Regions from separate parts of the Sus scrofa genome. Here regions 2 and 3 are each linked to region 1. The links are chromatin contacts, called in public HiChIP or PLAC-seq maps. All regions are on one chromosome and are shown on one strand. Each heading gives the region's core, a stretch centred on a gene start, on an enhancer-like site or on the middle of the called end of the contact. The rest is flanking DNA. Distances are from core to core; before and after follow the strand shown.

The links. HiChIP or PLAC-seq counts read pairs in DNA pulled down with a chosen protein or histone mark.
Region 2: an H3K27ac HiChIP or PLAC-seq map of alveolar macrophages shows a contact between it and region 1. The contact joins the enhancer-like site here to the promoter of RAB8B in region 1. A contact is called at or near these places in 4 of 47 Hi-C or Micro-C datasets (alveolar macrophages, brain, embryonic fibroblasts and 1 more) and 2 of 2 datasets of contacts at active chromatin or transcription factors (alveolar macrophages and skeletal muscle).
Region 3: a contact with region 1 is called in an H3K27ac HiChIP or PLAC-seq map of alveolar macrophages. The contact joins the promoter of RPS27L here to the promoter of RAB8B in region 1. A contact is called at or near these places in 11 of 47 Hi-C or Micro-C datasets (alveolar macrophages, blood, brain and 6 more) and 2 of 2 datasets of contacts at active chromatin or transcription factors (alveolar macrophages and skeletal muscle).

The regions. Positions count from the first base shown.
Region 1 is chr1:108,837,520-108,842,594 of Sscrofa11.1, reverse strand. It overlaps RAB8B (ras-related protein Rab-8B), which reads left to right and starts at 2,373. Exons shown (of 8, transcript XM_001929029.7): 1 at 2,373-2,595. The coding sequence starts at 2,472.
Region 2 is chr1:108,796,819-108,801,893 of Sscrofa11.1, reverse strand. All of the region lies in intron 1 of RAB8B (ras-related protein Rab-8B), which reads left to right. Among named protein-coding and RNA genes, the nearest start is that of APH1B, 36 kb to the right of the region's middle. Within about 2 kb of position 1,928, at least 16 of the 83 cell types and tissues checked have an H3K27ac peak or open chromatin away from gene starts, as enhancers often do. A contact at or near this core is called in alveolar macrophages, where this site is marked.
Region 3 is chr1:108,879,194-108,884,268 of Sscrofa11.1, reverse strand. It overlaps RPS27L (40S ribosomal protein S27-like), which reads right to left and starts at 2,939. Exons shown (of 4, transcript XM_003480338.3): 1 at 2,612-2,939; 2 at 1,620-1,728; 3 at 232-342. The coding sequence starts at 2,617.

The DNA.
Region 1 (5,075 bases), core at 1,124-3,623:
CACAAGGAAGGATTCAGTTTGACCTTGCCTGGCCATATGCCCACCTCTGTGGCCAAAGGAATAATTTACCATAATTCACAGCCACCAGTGGGGGAGGAGAAGCTTCCCCAAAGCAGGAAGAAAGAGTGCTGACCAGACAAAAACCGCAGCAGGGGAAACTCCTTGGACAGCTAGATTTCTGTAAGTCAAGCTGCCATGTACATGCTGACCTTATCAAAGGCTTCAATAAACATTTACAGCATCAAGTAGAAAGTGCTGGTCTGCCTAGTGTTCTGCATGATGCAGCATTGCAAGGGTGAGTTTGAGCAACTGGCAAGAAATATTGATGTGGTTTTCTCAAAACACAGTAACATGCCACTTGGAGAAAGGAAAGAAAGTGGCAACCAGCTGAAGGTACTTGTGGTACCCTCAGCTATACGAATATGCATATTGTCCAGTCTCTGGAGCAAAGTGCCTTGATTCAGTAGTAGTTACTACCACCAAAATCTGATCTTTAAGTAACATGCTGTTATACTAAATACGAAGATTCATAATTCAGAAAAGCAAAATATTATATTCTTCTCGAAGTAGTGTCAATATATCAAAATGCTTGAATGGTTCAACAGTGGTGCATAGACTTATTAGCTAGAAAGTCCCAATGATATATATATTTGCTAATAGAAAAAACTGGGGAAGTGAAAACAAGACTAAAAAAAACTTTTTAAAATTTCCATCAATTAACAAAATTCCCCTAAGGAAACTTAGGGACTTTAAAATTCCTAACCCTAGCTTCTCTTATGAATTTCAGTTCTTTGCCACATCAGTGTGTTCTTTTAAAAAATTTTTTTGGCCATGCCCACGGCATATGAAAGTTCCCAGGCCAGGGATTAAATCCACGCCATTGCAGCTACCCAAGCTGCTGCAGTGACAACACCACATCCTTAACCCGCTTTAGCACAAAAGAATTCCCAAGTCAGTGGGTTCTTATTCATACAGAGAGAGAATGCCAATGATTGTGTGTAGCTAGAGCAACTACAAGTTATTTTAATCACTACATATTTTATAAAAGAAAGAAGATTCCCGTGGTCTTTGAAGGGTTTTTTTTTTCCTCCCCTCTTTTCCAGAACGAAGAGGAAGGTATAGTACTGAGCTGTCCACATTTCTTCGGCCTTGGCTGAGGCCAGATTCACAGACGTGTTCAAGAACTGGCAGGGGCAGGGAGGCTCAGCCTGTGCCAAAAGGCAGAATCCCTCCTCATTAGGGGTTGGGTTTCTGCCACTAGTGAGTGAGAGAGGCCTGGACCCATACATTCACAAAACAAAGAATAATAGTCTAAGACAGTAAATAAAGGATTAAGTTGGGTATAACAGAAGGCTGCTGTCCTCCATTTGTCATCCATTAAGAGAGAACCACAGAAGGCTGAAGAAGGTAACCATCATCACCGACATTTCTACAATGCCTTGAGGATTTCAAAGTGCTTTCACATTCAGTACCTCACTTATTTTTTTCCTACAACCCTATGAAACAGCTTGTTTTTTCAGATGAGAAAACTGAGGTGCAGAGAGCCTGTGTGTTGGTAAGCTGCTGAAACAAGACAAAATCCAAATCTTATCCTCTAGATTCTCATGTTCGTAGTTCCTCTATTGCACGATGCTTGCAATTTTATAGGGCAAGACCTGTAACAGAAGCCTTAAAAATTTCATTTCCCCGATTTTTTTTTTTTTTTTTTTTTGGTCCATCCTGCTGCGGGTGGTGGGGGAGTGGGGTAAGCGGTATGCACAGCAGATCCTCTAAATTACCCACTGTACTTGGTTCTGCTCTGGAGGCGTAAGGAGAACAGGAGTGGGGTTCAAGTTAGAACGGCAACCATTCTTTTCAAGCTCTATAACTGAGGGTCTGCAGGAGAGGGCTTAGACGTGGTGCTGGGCAGGAACTGCAGGAAAAGCCAGATAAGGCGCTCTGCAGATAATCCACAGGCTGCGCCACGGCAGCGTGAAGGAGAGAAAGCATCTCAGTTCTGGGTCCCAGTAGAAGAGATGAGGGAACCGAAGGACTCCGATTCCGAGGTCCTGGAATTGAAAGGCGCTGGCACACAAAGAATAGACGAAGTTAAGTTCCGGTGGCGCGACCTGCGGAGTTGGAAACCTGGCCTCACATCTTAGCTCAAGTGGAAACGCCTAATCCCCAATCATCCCGCCCAGAACGGATCTTCTTTTTATCCTCTGGGGGCCCGGGGACAGCCTGCCGGGGGAACGCCCGTAGCTCCTCAAAGAACTACAGATCCCATACAGCATGGGGGCACCGGCGGTGATGACGAAAACCCCGAGGATTGGTCACGAGGGGCGGGGCGCGCAGGCCGTCTCCGAGGAAGGGGGCGGGGAGAGGGGCGGGGCGATCGGTGGCTCAGCGGGCACGCCCCCTGGCCCGCGGCACCCTCCCCGCCTCTCTCTGCCGCTCCTTTCGCTCCCCGGTCAGAGGGCCGGAGAGAGAAGATGGCGAAGACGTATGATTATCTGTTCAAGCTGCTGCTGATCGGCGACTCGGGCGTGGGCAAGACCTGCCTCCTATTCCGCTTTTCCGAGGACGCCTTCAACACCACCTTCATCTCCACCATCGGTGAGGGAGGGGACGCGGCCGGGGACGGGGAGTGAGAAATGGGGGGCGGGTGCGAGGGGCCGAGAGCGTGCGGGGGGGTGGCTCGGGAGCCCCAGGGAGGGGACCCTGGGAACGGCAGGGCGGCGAGGTCCGTGGGAAAGGGGCAGGCGGGGACATGAGCTGGTGTGTGGGGGGAGAGGTTGAAGGGAGGAACTTGGGGGTAAAGGAAGGGGAAGGGGAACCAGAGGAACAGGACTAGGGGTATTTGGGGAAATGAGAGAGTTGGGAGTGTGACAGGGAGGCGTCTTAGAGGGACAAAGTGTGTGGGGGGGGCACACAGGAAACCTCCTGGAGAGAGATAAAGGGTAGTGGGTGTGAAACGGATTGAAAGACAGGAAGGAGGAAGGAAATGTGAAGGGGGAAATGAAGGGTTAGGGGAATGGGAATGGGAGGTCCATGAAGTAAAGGGACAGAGGACACAAGGGACAAGAGAGGTGAGAACCTGGGAATCCGAGCAGGATTCAGGGGAATGAGTGATCAGGAGGTGAGCGATGAGGGGCACTGGTTACAAGAAATCTGGTCAGAGATATCATGGGAAGGGGCAGAAGAAAACTGCAGGTAGGAGAAGAGTTTAGGACACCAGAGGACAGAATAGAATGAGGATACTTGTTGGAGAAAGTAAAGGAGAGCTGAGTGTGAAACAGAAAGGAAAAAGGGAAGCAGAATATACAGTAGAGAGGCTGAGTGGAGCAGAGATGGGAAAGGGTGAGGAAATGGAGAGTAGGACTTTCTCCAGTAACTGGGAGCACTGGTTACCATTTTCTCTCTTTGGATAAAGTGCAGGAGAAAGAGCAGAAAATGACGAGTAATGGGATACTGTCTATGGAGTTTTAAATTATTCTGTGAGTGTTAAATCAGCATTAAGAGAATTGGTGACTTTGGGAATGGTGTGGTCAGGAACATTTGGTTCATTCCTTCACTATCTCCTGAGAAGCTGTACTTGACAATTTTCAAAATTCTTAGCCTTGAAGGTTTAGTAACTTCTCAGCTGAGGAATTGATCTTAGGTTCTATCTGCATCCCTGTACATTTTCCTTTGGTTTTAGTTATTACTTGCTAAATGGATCACAACATGCCATATACCCCCCAGTTACTTTCAGTTGATTCTGATTTTTCCAGTCTTGGCCAGGAGCTGTCCTTCCTACTTTTTCGAAGATGTATTCAGGTAACAGGATCTCTTAACTTAGTGTAAACTGAAGAAGAGCAAATCAGAGCTGGTTTTCTGCCTATTCAAGTGACCTGCTCCTTAAGAATGGTAGCTCTTGGTTGTCTGGTTGATGTTTGTGGCTTCTTTTTTTATTTTTTTTATTTTTATTTTTTTTGCTATTTCTTGGGCCGCTCCCTCGGCATATGGAGATTCCCAGGCTAGGGGTTGAATCGGAGCTGTAGCCACCGGCCTACGCCAGAGCCACAGCCAGAGCCACAGCAACGCGGGATCCGAGCCGCGTCTGCAACCTACACCACAGCTCACGGCAACGCCGGATCCTTAACCCACTGAGCAAGGGCAGGGACTGAACCCACAACCTCATGGTTCCTAATCAGATTCGTTAACCACTGCAGGAACTCCTGTTTGTGGCTTCTAATGGTAGCTCAGTTAAGCATCTTTCAAATGATTCTTACAGCATATTTTGCCATGAATTGCTGAAATTATTAGGGGGCTACTGCTATGGTAATGAGTGTATTTGCATATCTGTATGTTTTAAGGATAATTTATCATTTGTAAATAAGAATATTGGAGTTCCCGTCACGGCTCAGGAGAAACGAACCCAACTAATATCCATGAGGATGTGGGTTCGATCCCTGGCTGCTCAGTGGGTTAAGGATCCCTCGACTCAGATCCCATATTGCTGTGGCTGTGGTGTAGGCTGACAGCTGTAGTTCCAATTCTACCTCTGGTTTGGGAACTTATATATATAGCACCTGTGGCCCTAAAAAAAATAAAAGAATATTGGGCTTTGGAGCACTCTTCAGCCAAGCAATAGGAGAGGCTGTGATTTGTTTGTTGTGGTATCTTTCATATGGATTTAGTGGTCTGAAACCTCCCTGGTGTTCTAATGTCTGGGCTTAGGGGAGTTTGGGTTGCAACTTCTTGTCAGTCATTCCTGAGTGGGACCTTTTCTTTTCTGAGGAGGCAGGGTTTTTTTTGTTTGTTTTTTGTTTTTTTTTGTCTTTTTGCTATTTCTTGGGCTGCTCCCACGGCATCTGGAGGTTCCCAGGCTAGGGGTTGAATCGGAGCTGTAGCCACCGGCCTACACCAGAGCCACAGCAACGCTGGATCCGAGCCGCGTCTGCAACCTACACCACAGCTTACAGCAACGCCGAACCCGCAACCTCATGGTTCCTAGTCGGATTCGTTAACCACTGCGCCACGACAGGAACTCCCAGGAGGCAGATCTTAAATGTAATGTCTCAAGTATATTCCTCAGAGACTTGATAGGAGCT
Region 2 (5,075 bases), core at 679-3,178, 40 kb after region 1:
AAACCATGAGGTTGCAGGTTCGGTCCCTGGCCTTGCTCAGTGGGTTAAGGATTCGGTGTTGCCGTGAACTGTGGTGTAGGTCACAGACGTGGCTTGGATCCCCTATTGCTGTGGCTGTGGTGTAGGCTGGCAGCTACAGCTCCGATTAGACCCCTAGCCTGGGAACCTCCATGCCACTGGTGGAGGCCTAGAAAATACAAAAAGACCAAAAAAAAAAAAAAATCTCCTTTCCAATGTTGGATTTAACAAAACTAACATATTTGGCTGTCAGTGATCATAAAACCCAAAGAATAGTTCTAAATATATGCAGCAAAGTTGTTACTTGGTGGAAATAATGCTTTTATGAACTTATAGAATGTGTATTTTAAAAAGAACAATGTTGGGGAGTTCCCACTCTGGCACAGTGGATTAAGAACCTGATGTTGTCTCCATGAAGATGCAGATTGAATCTTTGGCCTCTCTCAGTGGGTTAAGGATCCAGCATTGCCACAAGTTGTGGTATAGGTCTTGGATGAGGCTCGGATCTGGTATTGCTGTGGCTGTGGTGTAGGCCAGCAGGTGCAGCTCCAATTCGACCCCTAGCCTGGGAATATCCATATGCTGTAGGTGTGGCTGGGGAAAAAAAAAATGTTGGGAGTTCCCTTGTGGGTCAGTGGGTTAAGGATTCAGCTTTGTCACTGCTGTGGCTCTGGTTACTCCTGTGGCGCAAGTTAGATTCCTGACTCAGGAACTCCCCCCACCCCAAAAACCCCCACAAATAAACAAATAAAAAATAAATAAACAAATAAACCTCTCTTTCAATCTAAGTAACATTCTTTTTTTTTTTTTTAGGGCCAAACCCATGGCATATGGAAGTTCCCAGGCTAGGTGTCAAATTGAAGCTGTAGCTGCTGATTTATGCCACAGCCACAGCAATGCCAGATCTGAGCTTCATCCAAGATCTACAACACAGCTCATAGCAATGCCAGATCCTTAACCCACTGAGTGATGCCAGGGATCAAACCCAAGTCCTCTTGGATACCAGTTGGGTTCATTACCACGGAGTCACAACATGCTTAAATTTTGTTTTTACTTTTATACTTTTTTTTCCAAGTCCTTTATTTTGGAAAAATAATGTTTTAAAGCTTCAATCTATGGCTTATATTTTTTCCTATTTCACTAATCTGTTTTTCCAATTAGGAATTTTTACCTAATTATCCTAAAGTCAACCACTCTAAAATTTTATTATTCTCCATATGTAAAAGTCCACAGAAAAAGCATAAGCAAAATATGATTGTTAAAGTTTCAAAACTGGCAGGATCCATCTACACTATATCCTCATCATTAATAATACAAATCTTGAGTAAGGAAATGAATGTAGCATTTCTTTAAAGTGGATTTCAATATTTGAGAAACTTTTTCTTTTCTATTTATGGAATATCTCTGAAATGTAAATAGACAAACTGCATAACTCATATTCAGAGAGCCTGGAATCATAGATGTTTGTTGTTCCCAAATGTACTGTTGCAACAAAGTACATTTTTTTCTTTTTAACTGTAAAAGCACAGTGTTAAAACTTCTGCTTCTTAAAGTAGGTCAGAGGGGATAGATGACCCTTGTTTTTTCTCGCTTGATGTGTGTCATGGGGTTAAAACCACGCATTGCAGTCTTACATTGCCATTCATCAAAAGGCTAAATGTTCCAGAAATCTGATTTTTTTTCCCCATGGCTCTCTTGCCTTTAGCCACATTAAGACTTTTAGAAGAGTATCAGTGGGAATCTCATGTTTAAAACCTCAGTTGAAGGAGGGTCCCTACTGTTTCTCCACCCCCAAATTTCCTGGGCCAGGCAGCAAACTTCCCCAAGCAACCTGAGATGAAGAGAGAGCAGAGTGTGTTCTAAGCTCCAGCACCCGCAGAGCAAAAATGCATCGGGTCACAGCTTGCTGAAGGTCAAGACAACTGGCTGGCCCCAGAGAGTTAGTCTCTCCTCGTGGTTTTTCCCACACTCCAGCGGTGGTACCCTTTAGCCCATTTACAAACCCTGGCCACCTCCCCATTCTCTTGAAACTGAGAAGGTTATGTTTTATATCTGTTGGCTGAGTAATTTGACTTCCGTGTGAAAGAACTTTGTCCATCTGTTCATTCTCCATGTTAAATCATGTCATATTTGCAGAAGGAAAGGAAGCACAAGACCACTCATTCCAAGCTCCCTTTCTCTCTAAGGTCTGTTAACTGTGGACTTGGGCCAGATTCAGAGTTTCCTCCTCTTTATTTTACTAGCCGAGCCCTCCCTCAGCTGCCTCCAAGTACACCTCTGGTTTCTGAGAACTAACTGCTAAGCAGTGCTTTGGGCAAGTGCTTAGTCCCTTATCCCCTCGGTAGAGCCCCAGTGCCAGCTCTGCCAGCTCTTGTTCCTGTGGGTTACCCTGAACCATACAGAGGCCTCAAAAACCACTCAGAGGTGCATGGCACCCCGCCCCACCCGATTCCCCCAGCCTGAACCTCTTCTGATGGAAAATCAGAGTTCCTTTGTTCCCCTCCTACAGTGCCACTGCCAGCAGTGACCACATGTGCATTCTTTGATGGTCCTTGGCCTAAATGGAAGCTCCTTTTCTTCCAGGCAGGGAAGAAAATGTCCTTGAACCCCCACTGGAAATCTGAGTGGCCAGAACTCCTTGCTACCCCAAGCCCCTCATCTGCCCCCTCACTTTCTGAACCTGATTTGGTCTTGCTATCCCCCCATAGCTGGTCACCAAGGCCCTCTGTATATTGAACAAGTTGGAGAGGGAGTGGTGCTTGCTTTTCCCTAGGCTGAATCTTCTCAGATGCCTGTAAAATTTTTTTTTTTTCTTCTGCCATGTGCCTCTCTCCTTAGGCCATTTTTCCAGGTAACTAATCATTGCTTTTTTAGAAGTATGAACAATTTCAGGCATACAAAAATCTACCTAATATAAAACATTCCCATGTCCATGTATCACCACTCACTTTTAGAAATAATAAATTGAGTCCAAGTCTCCATGAACCCCTCCCTAATCTATCCTTTTCTATTTCTCTCCAGAAAAAAACAGCTATTTTGATTTTGTTCATAATCATTCTCATGCATTTTAACATACTTGTTTTTGTTTGGTTTTGACCACGCCTGCGACATGCAGAAGTTCCCGGGCCAGGGATCAAACTCACACCACAAGTAGTGACAATGCTGGATCCTTAATCTGCTGTGCCACTATGTGGGAACGTAAAATGTGGGAACGCCCACATTTTAAAATACTTTAATTACACATGGGTGGATGTATAAATGATACATACTGTTGTTTTTGGTATTGAAGTTTTACAGAAATGGTTTGACTCTGTGCATTTCTGCAGTTGCTCTTTTCACTTGTCATTGTTGTGAGAGTCACTCAGTGTTGATACACATGGCTTTTGCTCACTGCTCCCTGGTCTTTCCTTATGGAGCATGCTGTCTTCCTCCTGGTGGGCATTTCTCTTGTGGCTCGTGTTTTGCTATGGCCCTTCAAGAGGAGGCCTCCTCAGGGAGACATGGACATTCTGGTACAATCTCTTCAGGAAGGCCTGATCTTTAACTGCCAAAAGTTGGTCCTAACCCCATTCTGAATTGGGCTTTGTGAATCTGGGTAAGTTGCTGTGTCTTGCTGCATCTCCTCCAGTTTTCTTTGGCGCAGAGAGAGGCTGGGGCAAAATGATCACTAAGCTACTTTACAGGCCTAGAATTCTATGATTCTTTTCATACTTGCTTCCCTGCCTCCTTATGATACATAATATGTATCAGTGATGAGCAACTCTTAGTGTGAGAATCAATTTAGAAAAAGTAAAAATCTATTAGAGAATGTGTGTGTTTAAATTCAGAATGAAAAATGGCTTTGGGTCTCATGGGAATGTTTTCTTATGATTTAGATTTTCTATTTTATGATAGAAATATTAATGAGAAAATTGGTGCTTCTTTAAAGCCATCAAGAAATTAGTATCAGGGCATATTCAAGCAACATGGAAGCAACAGTGGGCTTTTATCTTTTGAGAGTAGTAGACTGTTGCCTGTGCTTCTGGCTGGATGGGCTGCATGCAGCCTGCTGGCCCATGGATGGCTCATGAGGTGGGATGACTCAGGGTTGTCATTTTGAACATGAATTATCGTATTATGTGCTGCCAAAAAATGATGCTTTCTAAAATGCTATTGAAATACAAAGGGCTTTTTGACCCTAAATATAATGCCCTTCAGAAGCTGTATTTTTGAAATTGTAGAGTCCTTAAAGGGAAAAAAAAAAGTTGCTCCCTTACTGCCAGGATGGGCTGTGGTTCTTGCTGCTGCTGATGCGCTGCCTCCTCCTCTGCGATCCCTCATCAGTTGGGGCTAGAGTGCAAGTCGGGTCTTTGGAGCCGTGGCCTTGGGGACCCTCCCAGCAGTGAACATCATGCTGTAGCCCAGAGATGTGGCAGTTCCTGTTTCATGTTCTCTTGTTCGTGGCTGAACTCTAGGCAGAAGTACTTTCAGAGAAGTACTGGAGTTATAAAATTAATAACATTCATGCTAGGATAGTAGTGATAACTGTTATAATTTTTCCATTCATGTAACTATGAATAAAAATATTCTTAAATTTGTATTATTCTAACAGATAATTATGATTGATTTAACAGCTTTTCCTCTCTCTCTTCTATTTTTAGCAGCCTTGTAGGTCAGGAGGGTGACCCAGCTCCGGGGATGGGCCTTGATTAATCTAAATTTAGGGCTGGGTTTAGATTAATCCTCTCTTGCTAACTGCCCTGTGGCAGTAATTAGTTCTGAAACTCAGCCTTGTTCCCCAGAACATGACATTCCCATGGTTATAAATCCAGAAATGAGACGTGGAGGAGAGGAGGCTTGGGGAAATATTTCCTCACTTTTAAGAGAGAGGCACAGGAAGCTGATGCCTTTTCTGCTCAGTATTGCTGCTGTAGTCAGGAACTGCTTTCAGGCAGAGGATGAAACGGATACTCCCATGAGGGCAGAGCCAAAGGAGGTACAGAGAAATGAGCCGGAACTATTGGATGGAGCCGTCTCTGAACTCACAACTGGACTTGTCCTCTGAGTCAACAAATTAC
Region 3 (5,075 bases), core at 1,690-4,189, 41 kb before region 1:
ACAGCAATGCCAGATCCTTAACCCAGTGAGCAAGTTCAGGGATCAAACCCGAAACCTCACAGTTCTTAGTCGGATTCATTTCCACTGTGCCACAACAGGAACTCCTAAAATTTTTTAAATTATTTTGGTAATTACGAGTTTAAGATTTCTTTTAAACTGATTTTTAGTAAAGAGAGAGACTCTGAAATCATAAAATTTCATCACTGGGTTAGCAAATGCTAAATTATTTACCTTCTGTGAGTCTGGCCTTCCCTCCTGTCGGCTGGCACAACACTGTTGAACAACCTACACAAAGCACCACTGTCTGAGCATGGCTGAAAACCGTGGTAATTTTGTAGCAACCTAAAAAAAAGGCAGTGTTAAAAATGAAAAGCAGAAGGAAATCCCAGCACCTGTTCAACACATTTCTACTAAAGACCTTGTAGTAGGTTAGGAACTTTAAAAGATTAGGAACTTCAGTGCCGTGCAGTAGCAAGTCATACATGCAGCTTAAACTTTTCTACTAGTAGCTACATTAAAAAGGTTTTGGAGTAGCCAAGATTTTGGAGTTCTGTTGTGGTCAATGGGTTAAGTGTTGGGCATATCACTGCAGCAGCATGGGTTGGGTCTATGGCACAGGTTTGATCCTTGGCCGGGGTACTTCCACATGCTGTGGGTGTGGCCCAAAAAAATTTATCTTTTTTTTTTTTAAGGTAAAAATAATATATTCTATTGAACTCAACACTTCAAAAAGATTATCATTTCAACATGTAAATCAAAGCTTTTTATCCCCATTCTACATCTTCAAAATCTGGTATATATTTTATACGTGAAGATACAGCATGGTGGAGCTTCCTGTTGTTAGCTCAGTGGTAACAAACCCAACTAGGAGCCAAGGACTGGAGTTTGATCCCTGGCCTTGCTCAGTAGGTTAGGGATCTGCTCAGTAGGTCAGGGATCCAGTGTTTTGCTGTGAGCTGTGGTGTAGGCCAAAGATGAGGCTTGAATCCTGCATTGCTGTGGCTGTGGTATGGGCCAGCAACTGCTGCTCTGATTCAACCCCTAGCATGGGAACCTCCATATGACACAGGTGCAGCCTTAAAAAAAAATTTTTTTTTTAAAATACAGCATGATAGTGGCTATAGTTAATAATACTGTATTGAATGTATTGAATATGTGAAAATTGCTAAGAGTATATCTTAAAAGTTCTTATAAGAAAAAAATTTTTATAATCATGGTGACAGATATTAACTAAACATTGTGATGATCATTTCCCAATACATACGAATAAAGAATCATGAAGTGTTTACACCTGAATAATGGCCATGCTGTTGAGCCCCACAGCTTTATACTGAAGAATCAATATACTTGTCACTGCATATTGAAAAAGAAAACTCATCATCTGAACAGCTTAAAGATTTAATAAGTTAAACATCATGTCCGCTTTGGAGTCCCATGTTCTGACACCCCTCCCCCAAATGTTTCCACAGTGGTTTATTATGGAAATAACCCTTATGACACTCCAATTATTTAATCCCACTTCTATGCAACCCAGGGTCCTATATCTAAACACTACACAACACACTAAATAATCCTTACAGAAATTTTCCTTTAAAAAGTATTAAGGTTTGAAATTTTACCTGGACATTTTACATCCATAAAGTAAGAATTTGGACTCTGAACCAGACGTTTCTTTTTATGTTTTTTCTTCTCCTCTTCCAAGGAAGGATGCAGTAAATCTCTAGCCAACTGAATAAAAAAGCATATTATTACTACTAGAATGAAACCACAACTCTGGCAGATTTAATCATGGGCGAGATATACATGCAAAAATAGAATAACAGTCATACTCAGAAGAGGCGCGCGCTCTCTCTCTCTACATATATATATATATATATATATATAAAATTGTTTAAAGGCTGTTAACTTTCACTAATACTTTTTATAATGCTTGTGTTCTCCAAGTCCCATAAAGGGGCTTTACGACGATCGGGAAACATATGGTAAGGTCAGAGCCGTTCTTCTTCACTTTAACAACAGTCTCCAGTGAAAATAAAACTCGGGTGTTAAGTAAGAACGTGATCCCTGAACCCGCCGAGAGTAGAAATCGCCGAGGTAGATCCGATAGTGCCAACATCGAGATGATTTCTGCCCCCAGGGTTCAACATCTGATCTGACAAGAACTCTTAAGTGCCTGACGCATGACTGTCCTAGATAGAGTTAATGTGTATGGCAACAGCGAAGACAGTTTTTAAAAAGGAAACAAGTAGGAAATTTCTACGGAAAAGGCAGAGGAGGCAAGAACCACGAAGCGAAAGGAGAGCAAGAAGCCTCGCGGGTGCGCACCGGAACCCAAGAGAGCAGAGTTAAGTTACTCGGGAGCTGTCCCCTCCCAGCCACCGACTCCAGACCGTGCGCTCCACGCCCAAGCAGGGCCCGACACGCCGCGCCGCCCGGACAAGTCCCAACAAGTCCGCCACGCGCGAAAAGAGCCGCTTGATCGGCGCTGCCGAGCCGCGATCGGCAGGGAACCCCGGGGGCCCGCGGAGACATCGAGCTAGCCCACCCCAGGGACCCCTCGGCCGATGGAGACGGCCAAAACCAAAGCGAAGCCTGAAAGTAAACAACTCACAGGCATGTTGATCCTTTTGCAAAGCACAGCCCTTCCAGACAGCTATGCTATACCCTCGGCGAGCCGCACGCGACCTGGAGCGCGGCGTCAACTTCCGGGATAGAGGAGGCTGGGAGGAGCGGCGGGCGCGTCCACTCTAGGCTCTCCTCTCGGTGGTGGGAGCGGGCTCCGGCCGCGATCCCCGCGACCCGTCTAGGGGAGGTGCGGAGGGGCACGCCCATCCGAGCTCCCAAAGCCCGAGATCCTAGCGCGTCCCTAGGCTAGGGCCGCGGCCCTCAAAGCTTCACACCGGGCCGGTGGTGCCAGGGGCCAGGCTCAACTGGTGTATGGCGGGTAGGGAGCCACGTTGGGCCTCTGGAGCGCAGGCAACCACTGCAGAGCGGACCTGGCTGGGCACGCTGAGTGGCTGGTCCGAGAACCCCACGCCAAGCCCTCCACTCTCCTGCCGCTCTGCGGGCGGGCACGTGGGAGATGCCTATGTTCTGTTCGTGTGTGTATTAAAAACTGTGATTAATTAAAACCATTAAAATGTGCCAGTGAGATTATAAAAGACTCGTATACTTGCTCATCTGGCTTCCAAGGTACCGGTTGTTAAATTCTTTGCGGGATGCTGCTGTGCCTTGGGTTTGCCTGGCCCTGAAAACGGTTTTAACGAGCACCGATTCGCTGCCGGGCTTTGTTCTCCTTTCTATACTGGGGATCACACTTTGCAGAGCGAACAGCTCAGGCTGAAAAAACGGTTGAGTGTCACCGATAGCCAGACTTGAAATGTTTTTGCTGAGGAGGACAGTCCTGTGGATTGGGTGTGAGCGAGTCTGATCAAAAGCTTAGAAAACAGGGAGGCGCTTGACCAGAAAAGTGTCCAAAATAGACATTCTCGATCAGCTTTTATTTCTCTTCGAAAAAATAATCCATGTGTAATACACATTTAGGAAAGTGAAGAAAAAGAGAAGAAATTTAAACTCACCGTTGAGAAGTAAACATTTTAATATTTTGACCTATAGCCTTCCAAACATTTTTTTAGTCAGTTGCATATATGTTTGGGGTTTGGTTTTACGTAATTCATATCTCTTGCGCATATTCTTTTATAGACTTGCCCCCCATTACTGTATAATGAACATCACTCCGGCACTCTATATTATCCTACATTATGACTTCTAATGGGCACATAGCATTCATCCTGTGAATAATCCTCTTTTCATCCATACGCTAAATTGGACACTAGGGCTGGGGTTTTTTTTATACTATTGAAAATATTAGTTAATATATTTTCAGACAGATAAGTACATGGATTAATACAATTGCATATGCAGAATCATAGCCTCCAAAGATAATGTTTTCATCCCTAGAATGTGTGGTTATATGGCAAGTGTAATTAAGATTGCTTGGAGTTCCCATTGTGGCTCAGTGATTAACGAATCTGACTAGGAACCATGAGGTTGCAGGTTTGATCCCTGGCCTTGCTCAGTGGGTTAAGGATCTGGCGTTGTGGTGAGCTGCAGTGTAGGTTGCAGATGCGGCTCTGATCCCTCCTTGCTGTGGCTAAAGCTCCGATTAGACTCCTAACCTGGGAACCTCCATGTGCCGTGGGAGCGGCCCAAGAAATGGCAAAAAGACAATAAAATAAAAAAGCCACTAACTTTATGGCAATTTGTTATAGTGAAAATAGAAAACGAATACAATAATGAAGATCCCTCAACCCACCAACCAGCTCTGTCAAATCTTAACACATAGTACTCCATTTGCCAATTTTTCACTATTGAAATAGCACTCTAAGAAGCATTTTTGTGGCTGAGTCTTGTCCATCTTGATTATTTCCTTAGGATAAATTCCTAAAGGAGGAACTACTGAATCAAAAGTTCAGCACATTTTAAGGTTTATAATATAAACTGCCAAATTACTTTTACTCTCCAGAAAGTCAAACCAATTTACGATCCAGATATAAATGCTTGAGAATGCCCCTTTCTTTGCATCCTTGACATTATTGGATATTATGTTTTTTCCCTATCTCAGTCAATCCAAAAGAAAGAAATGGTATTTTTATCAGAATACCATGTATTATGGAATAGTAAATGAAATTTTGCTGTTAAGTCATCCATGAAAATTGAGAGCAGTTTTTTGCAAATGTCTGGATTTGTCATTATTTTCCCCTAAATGGAGGGACTATGTTGTGTTGTCAGCTCACTTGTGTGCCAAATGAAGACATTTTAGAGGTGTGTGCACATTCTCTTCTTTGCAAACTTACCTTACACTATCATCACCAATTGAAAAAAAAAACAAAAAAACCTGAAACAAACAGGTATGAAAGACTACTCTCAGGCTTTTCTTAACATCAAAAACATTTAATTTTTTGTAGACACTCACTAGGCTGTCTTCTTATTTTCCCATAGATAACAAAAAGAAGCAAAAACTTCACCATATCCTAGAGTTTGGGAACTAATCTGGAAAGTCTCTGAACACTTGC